2 separate regions of the Gossypium arboreum genome follow, and region 1 is linked to region 2. Evidence: chromatin contacts called from public Hi-C data. All regions are on one chromosome and are shown on one strand. Each heading gives the region's core, a stretch centred on a gene start, on an enhancer-like site or on the middle of the called end of the contact. The rest is flanking DNA. Distances are from core to core; before and after follow the strand shown. Region 1 holds the start of LOC108486972 (enoyl-[acyl-carrier-protein] reductase [NADH], chloroplastic-like). Region 2 holds the start of LOC108464978.

Region 1 (3,267 bases), core at 26-2,525, 610 kb before region 2:
GTAAGCTCGTGAGCTAAATCCGAGCTAGGTTCGGACTCGTAAGCTGGACCCGAGCTGGGGAGCTGGACATGAGCTGAATCTGAACTAGTAGCAAGTTGCGAGGTGAATTGGAAGAGTTAATTTAAGCTTCCTCGCTGCGGCTGGGCTGAGTTTCATCCCAAATTCGAGCTACAAGAGTTGAAATAGAATCTTTGAAAGCCTTAGCTCGAGCTCGGGTGATAAGGCCTTGTGGTAGCGTCAGATGATCTTTACTTGAACTAGCTGAACCGTTGGGCGCGCTCGCATCACATGCCATGTGGCACATCCAACCAATTAGAATGTGCAGTGTGCAGAGGCGAATCCAGGGGGGTTGACAAGGGCCCCGGCCCCCTGAAATGGAAAATTATTGTTTTGGCCTTCTAAAAAATTTTAAAATTTTAAATTAGTAAAGGTAAAATTACACTTTGGCCCCCTAAAATTATGAAAATTTATTTAATCCTTTAAAAATTATAAATATATAAACTATTAAAATTAAAATTTTATTTCGCCCCTAATTTTTTTTTTGCTTCACCTCTGGCGTGTGACAATAAATTTATTAAAATTAAATAATTTAAATTTATATGAAAAAGTAGAAAAAGAATATTTAAAAACTAAATATTTTAATACATTAACTTTGATCAATCATTGGCCATCATTGATCGATATTTGATCGAATATTGACCTACGTCTAAATTATAAATTAAAATTTTTAATTTCTAGACATTAAGTTTTTCTTGAAGTTAAACTTTTCTTTTTTACTTTTTATTCATTTTGAATTTTTAGAATTTGAAATAAAATTTATTCCTGAATATATATTTTTGAAAATGGAATTTTTTAATTTTCTAAAATTTAAATATTTTTCAATTTTATAAAATTTACAATTTTATATATTATTATGATTTTTAAAATTTATATTTATATATTTTAGAATTTTAAAATTTTAGTATTTTAGAATTTTTAAATATTTTTATTTTTATATGTTCTATGATTTTTTTATTTTTAATCAATAGAATATAAATTGTATTAAAATAAAAAAAATGATGTCACATATTCTAATAGTCTCACGTATATATCTTATTTTCTTTTATGCCTTAAATTAATTTGGATAATAAAAATAATTTAAATAGAAAGGTGAGACAAAAATTTTTAAGTACTAAAATTGAAAAAACAAGTATAATTCGGGCCATAAGGCTATTTTTGACAGCAAGTCAAATCAACGAGTCAAGAGTCCAATCCATTCACAGCCAACAAAAAGAGAAAGAAGGGCATAATAGTAATTTGAGTAAGGATCCAAAACCAAACTGAGGTCGACATTTCCAAAGCTCCCGTCGTTGCTTCCCAACTGTTGGAAACCAAAACTCCATCAACCACTTCGGTTTCATCGAAACCCCCAAAACATAACCCCACTTCCCTCCTCTTTTCTTTATATTCTCATCACCTCACTGCTCTTTCCGTACAATCCCCACATTCATAACCCAATCTTCCTCCTCCTTTGCTTCGGTGAGTTTTCAGATCTTTCCATGTTATTTCTTGCTCAATGTTATTCAAACTTTACTAATGCCTTCATTCCATTTACATGTTTATTTGAGCATTAAGGGAAATCTTCTGCTTCTAATTTGGTCCCTTAGAAATCTGATGAAAATAACCAACCATTTATTACATGTCAGAGCATTACACCACACAATGGCCAAGCCAACCAGAGATTTGGGTGTTGGAGACAATTTATTTACCAAGAAAAAGTTTTTGTCATCTTATTACATTCCCACAGAGGAGATGTTGGTGTCTCTTATTTTATAAAGTTATCACTCTTGCTAATGATATTACTTAAAAATGTTGCCTTTCTGTTAACCATAATGCCTTGTGTTTCCCTTGATTATTTAACTGTTCCACTTGATCTTGTAGAACTGTATTGACTTTGGGTGATTCAAGTAAGATAAAAGAAGAAAATATGGGAACCGCAGCAACTCCTGGCCCTTACATGACCAACATTAAACCTTGTATTTCTTCTTCTCGTAAAATTGTTGTCTCGACCATGGTGAACATCATCGCTCAGCATAAAGAGGCATCATGGTCAGGGCTTGCAAGTGCCTCTCACATCTCGTCAAGGCAGCCGTTCCTCCATAGGATCACTTCAAAGCCTGTCAAGTTTGAAAAGTTTGTTACAAGAGCCATGTCTGAACAAAGTGACAACAAGCCTTTGTCTGGACTTCCTATTGATTTGAGAGGTAACCTGTCCTTATTTCCCCCTCTCTTATAACTTCTATGCGTTAATTCAATAATGTTGAATACAGATTAGAATACATGATGATGTTGTATCAGCTAACCATGTTTTTTGAATCTTGACATGACTGAAAAGCTCTTAAGACATGAAATTTGTCTGTGCAGTATGGACGTAAACCACTTGAACATCTAATATGATGTGTCGGTTTGCAGGTAAAAGAGCATTTATAGCTGGTGTTGCTGATGACAATGGGTATGGTTGGGCAATAGCAAAATCTCTTGCTGCTGCTGGAGCTGAAATTCTTGTTGGAACATGGGTGCCTGTATGTATCTTTATATAACATATGTGTCATTTAGAAGCAAAGAGTCTCATTTTAAGGTCAAAGTTGTACTTTTTTACAGTTTTTCTTATAACTGCAAACATTTCTTTTTGCAGGCACTCAACATATTCGAAAGCAGTCTAAGACGTGGGAAATTTGATGAATCACGCATGTAAGAACAAAAATGTTCTTTCCTGTTGATTGCGTAGATTTTGGTATTTGCCGATTTCTCACTTACGGTATGCTGATTGGAATTTTCTTTTCCAGATTGCCAGATGGGTCATTAATGGAGATCACCAAAGTTTATCCCATGGATGCTGTTTATGACTCTCCCGAGGATGTACCTGTAGATGTAAGCCTTTTTCTCCGTATGGTTTTAGAAGAAGGCAAATATTGATTTTTTTTTTTTTGTAATATCCTAATTTTTGGTTTCCTTCAGGTGGAAACAAACAAACGTTACGCCGGGTCTTCAAACTGGACAGTTCAGGTGGAAAACTGCTCTGTCAAATCAAACCTCATAATATGTAACTATTTAAGTCGCCTTCACATTCCATGGGGAAGATAAAATCATTCTTTTTAGTTGGGTACATATTATCATTGTTTCAATACCTGTGAGTTACTACAATATCCATCTCAGCTGCATGGCATGCTCGACTTTTGATATCTAAGATGCCTTTCGCATGTTTTAATGAACTGCATTGTTTTTTTT
Region 2 (3,244 bases), core at 581-3,080:
TTTGATGAATCATCAGTGCTCGATTTTGCTGTAATACAATTTTCTTTCTTGACTGAATCTAAGTTTTCTTTTGCCTGCATTGACCTTTTCCTCTTCCTTCCGTTCTCAGTAGCAGCCTGACTTTTCATCTCTTTGATGGGAACAGAACCTTTCAGTTCTTCCCCGTCTTCTTCTTTCTTCTCTGCATCATCTTCATCAACATCATCCTTCAATTGCTTTTGCGGCCTTCCTCTTCTCTTAGATTCTGGAATCTTTTCATCTTCACCACTTCCAGGATCCTCACGAGAAGAAACAATAGTCGGCTTCTTTGCTTTTCCTCTGCCTTTTCTCATTTTACAAGAACCAGTTAGAAAACAATCTCAAACAACTGAAGTAGGTTCCTACAAACACAAAGAAATATATTCAAAAGAATCCACTTCCAATAACAAATGATCAATGAAAACAAGAAAAACAGAGATTATTAAGTGAGAGAGAAATAGGAAATAGCACACTCCATTTCAGAAGGTCACAATATGATTTAGTGCCCCATCCTTTAATTTAATGTTCCCTTTTCTAAGAAACAATGGTCAAACATACCTGAACCTCCACAGAAATTCCAATATGGTTCATACAACTACAGCTTTTACCATTTTTTAATGAATAAGAAATGGATTTTATTGTTTTAATTCCACCTCTTTTCCAAAGTTTTCTGGGACTAAATTGAAAGGATAAAAAACTCAACCAAACTGCTCTCAAAAAGAGATTAATCATTGGATTGGAAAAGAACAAAAGATTCAACACAAATAAACCTAATTTCAAACCTAAAAACTGCACAAGAACAGCCCCCAAATCTCAACATCTATAAACTACAAATCCGAGCAATCTTCAAATAAGTGTAATCACGCTAACAATAGAGGAAACCCAAATCAATACAAAAGCCATAGATTCTAAATCTTTTGTTTTATTTACCTCCCTACATAAGAAGAACATCATCTCTCGTTTATTAACTTCAGGTAAAGTAGGTAAACTATAAGATATTAAATCTGTGTTTCAGTTTAAATATATATTCTTCATCCCTAATAATTACGTCACCAAACACAGCATTAACTTCTTATAAACCAATACACCATAAACAAACATTTTACATAATAGCTTTTTAACTACTTTTTCAAGAGAGAACTCCATTGTTTATTTTTTTAAAAATGAAACAAGAAAGATGAAACTAACCTTAAAACAGACACCAATATTCTGCATCTTTGACACAAAATCCCATTTTTCAGAATCTCATAATAAAAGTCAAGGAAGTTGCTAAAACCCCAAGAGGAAAGAAGAAAATGGACCACTTGTTCCTCTCAATGGTTTTACGAGAATGAAGCCAACAAAGAACAAGATAAGCTCCCCCCCCGAAAACAACGATCTAAACGAAAAATAAAAGAAAACGCAGATCAGAGAATATAGTTTAAGTTAAAGGAAACATCATCAAAAAGCACAGTGAGTATTTTAACAGAGCTAAGGCAAGGTTGAGAAAGAGAAGATTATTAGAACAAGAAATGGTAGAAAGAAGAAATGGTCAGTGGTAAAAGAAGAGATAAGTGTTGAAAGCAAGGGTTCAACTTCAACTTCAAGTTATAGCATTGATATTGAACATTTGGTGTACAAACAAAAAAAAAAAAAATAGATAAAGGTATTTATTTTGTAGAGTAAAAACTAAAGTAGAAAGAAGTAACACACACTTTGCTCACTGTCAAACAACAAATGTGGGATGATCATCAATTCATCTAAAAGTTTGACTGCTGGTTTTGGGTGACTTTGACTGAATGTGTACGGTGATTATTGCATGACATACAAATATATCTATATAAGCGTTTGTACACAGGATTTTTCCATAGATTGTTACAGATTCTGTAAACTGAGACTTGGTTTAAATCATACGCGCCAGTAGGAGCGTGAGTGAATTCCAAAGGAAAACGCAAAGGCGCGTTATCTTAGTTTAGAGGTAGTGTCACCGTTTTTAGATCAGAAATTTGATTAGCCTCGCTCTTCCCTTTATTTATTTAGGATTTTGATAGTTAAAATATACAAACCCTAATTACACTCCTTATAATTCCACAACTATATCATAATAAATTTTAAAATATACTAATTTCTAAAAAATTAATATAAATTTTTCTAAAATTTAATGTATTAATTATTTGTCATTTGATCCGCTTCAATAGATTCATTTAAAAACTAAAATAAAATCATCATATGTAATATATTGTCTAAAAATATATCATAAAATATAATTATTAATAAATTAACAAGAAAAATAAACATACTATATAATTTATATAATTAATCTAGCATTTCATGTTTATTGAGCTATTCTCTCTCTAGCAGTAAAAATATACTTTTGTTGTGTTCAACTACACATCACTCAACAATTTAGGTTATGTATTAATGCAAGAGAGAAAAGTGATTGCTTATGCTTCTCGACAATTTAAGTCACATGAACAGAATTATCCTACTCATGATCTAGAACTTGCAACAGTAGTTTTCGCTCTGAATATTTGGAGACATGACTGCCTCCGGACATACTAACGTCCAGAGTGTGAATACTGTAATAGAATAAAAAATTACAAGGTGGTATTCGTAAGTATACAAGTCGAGTTGTAATATAAATTTTATAACGAAATAGGTAAGTACTTCGAGGATCGTACCCAAGGAAGGCTAGTACTAAATCAATCTTAACCTAAACAATTAAAGATCTAATTAATACTTGAAGTCAGTTATAGTACAAAAGTAAAATAAGAGATAATTTCAGGGTTTCTTAAACTAAGGAAATAAAATAACAAAAAAAGAGTAAAATTACAAGAGATAGAGAAAAATAAAGTGAATCAAATTTGAAGATAGGTGATTTGCTTGCTTAAGCAATCTCAATCAACTGTTATCTTGGGTTATTCGTCAATCAACTAGTCGCTAACCTAGTAGGATATTTCGATCTTCCACTAACATAGCGAGTCAACAAGAATTACTTATCTTCCGACCTCACAGTCCAGACTGGTTTAGGGTCAAGGTGTTCACGGATAGGCAATACCAATTTTGGGTTAATTCCCACCTTGATGACTTCTTAGGGTTGTCAGGCCTAGGGTTTTTTTCACATTCTTCCTTTCCCAAACAATTAATCCGTTGAATAACCCTACAAAACATTTAAGAGATCATGCTTGCACTTGCTAATCCCCCATAGAAGGATTAGTTTCTCATGGCTTTCATAAACAACATGGAA

The links. Hi-C and Micro-C count contacts between places; a contact is called where the count stands out from the background.
Region 1: a Hi-C map of leaf shows a contact between it and region 2, with 5 times the contacts expected there. The contact joins the promoter of LOC108486972 here to the promoter of LOC108464978 in region 2. A contact is called at or near these places in 2 of 5 Hi-C or Micro-C datasets (both in leaf).

What each region holds. Positions count from the first base shown.
Region 1 is chr4:55,460,733-55,463,999 of ASM2569848v2, reverse strand. It overlaps LOC108486972 (enoyl-[acyl-carrier-protein] reductase [NADH], chloroplastic-like), which reads left to right and starts at 1,275. Exons shown (of 13, transcript XM_017791141.2): 1 at 1,275-1,518; 2 at 1,921-2,243; 3 at 2,452-2,561; 4 at 2,675-2,730; 5 at 2,826-2,910; 6 at 2,998-3,045. The coding sequence starts at 1,967.
Region 2 is chr4:54,852,247-54,855,490 of ASM2569848v2, reverse strand. It overlaps LOC108464978, which reads right to left and starts at 1,830. Exons shown (of 2, transcript XM_053026486.1): 1 at 1,713-1,830; 2 at 1-380. The coding sequence starts at 332.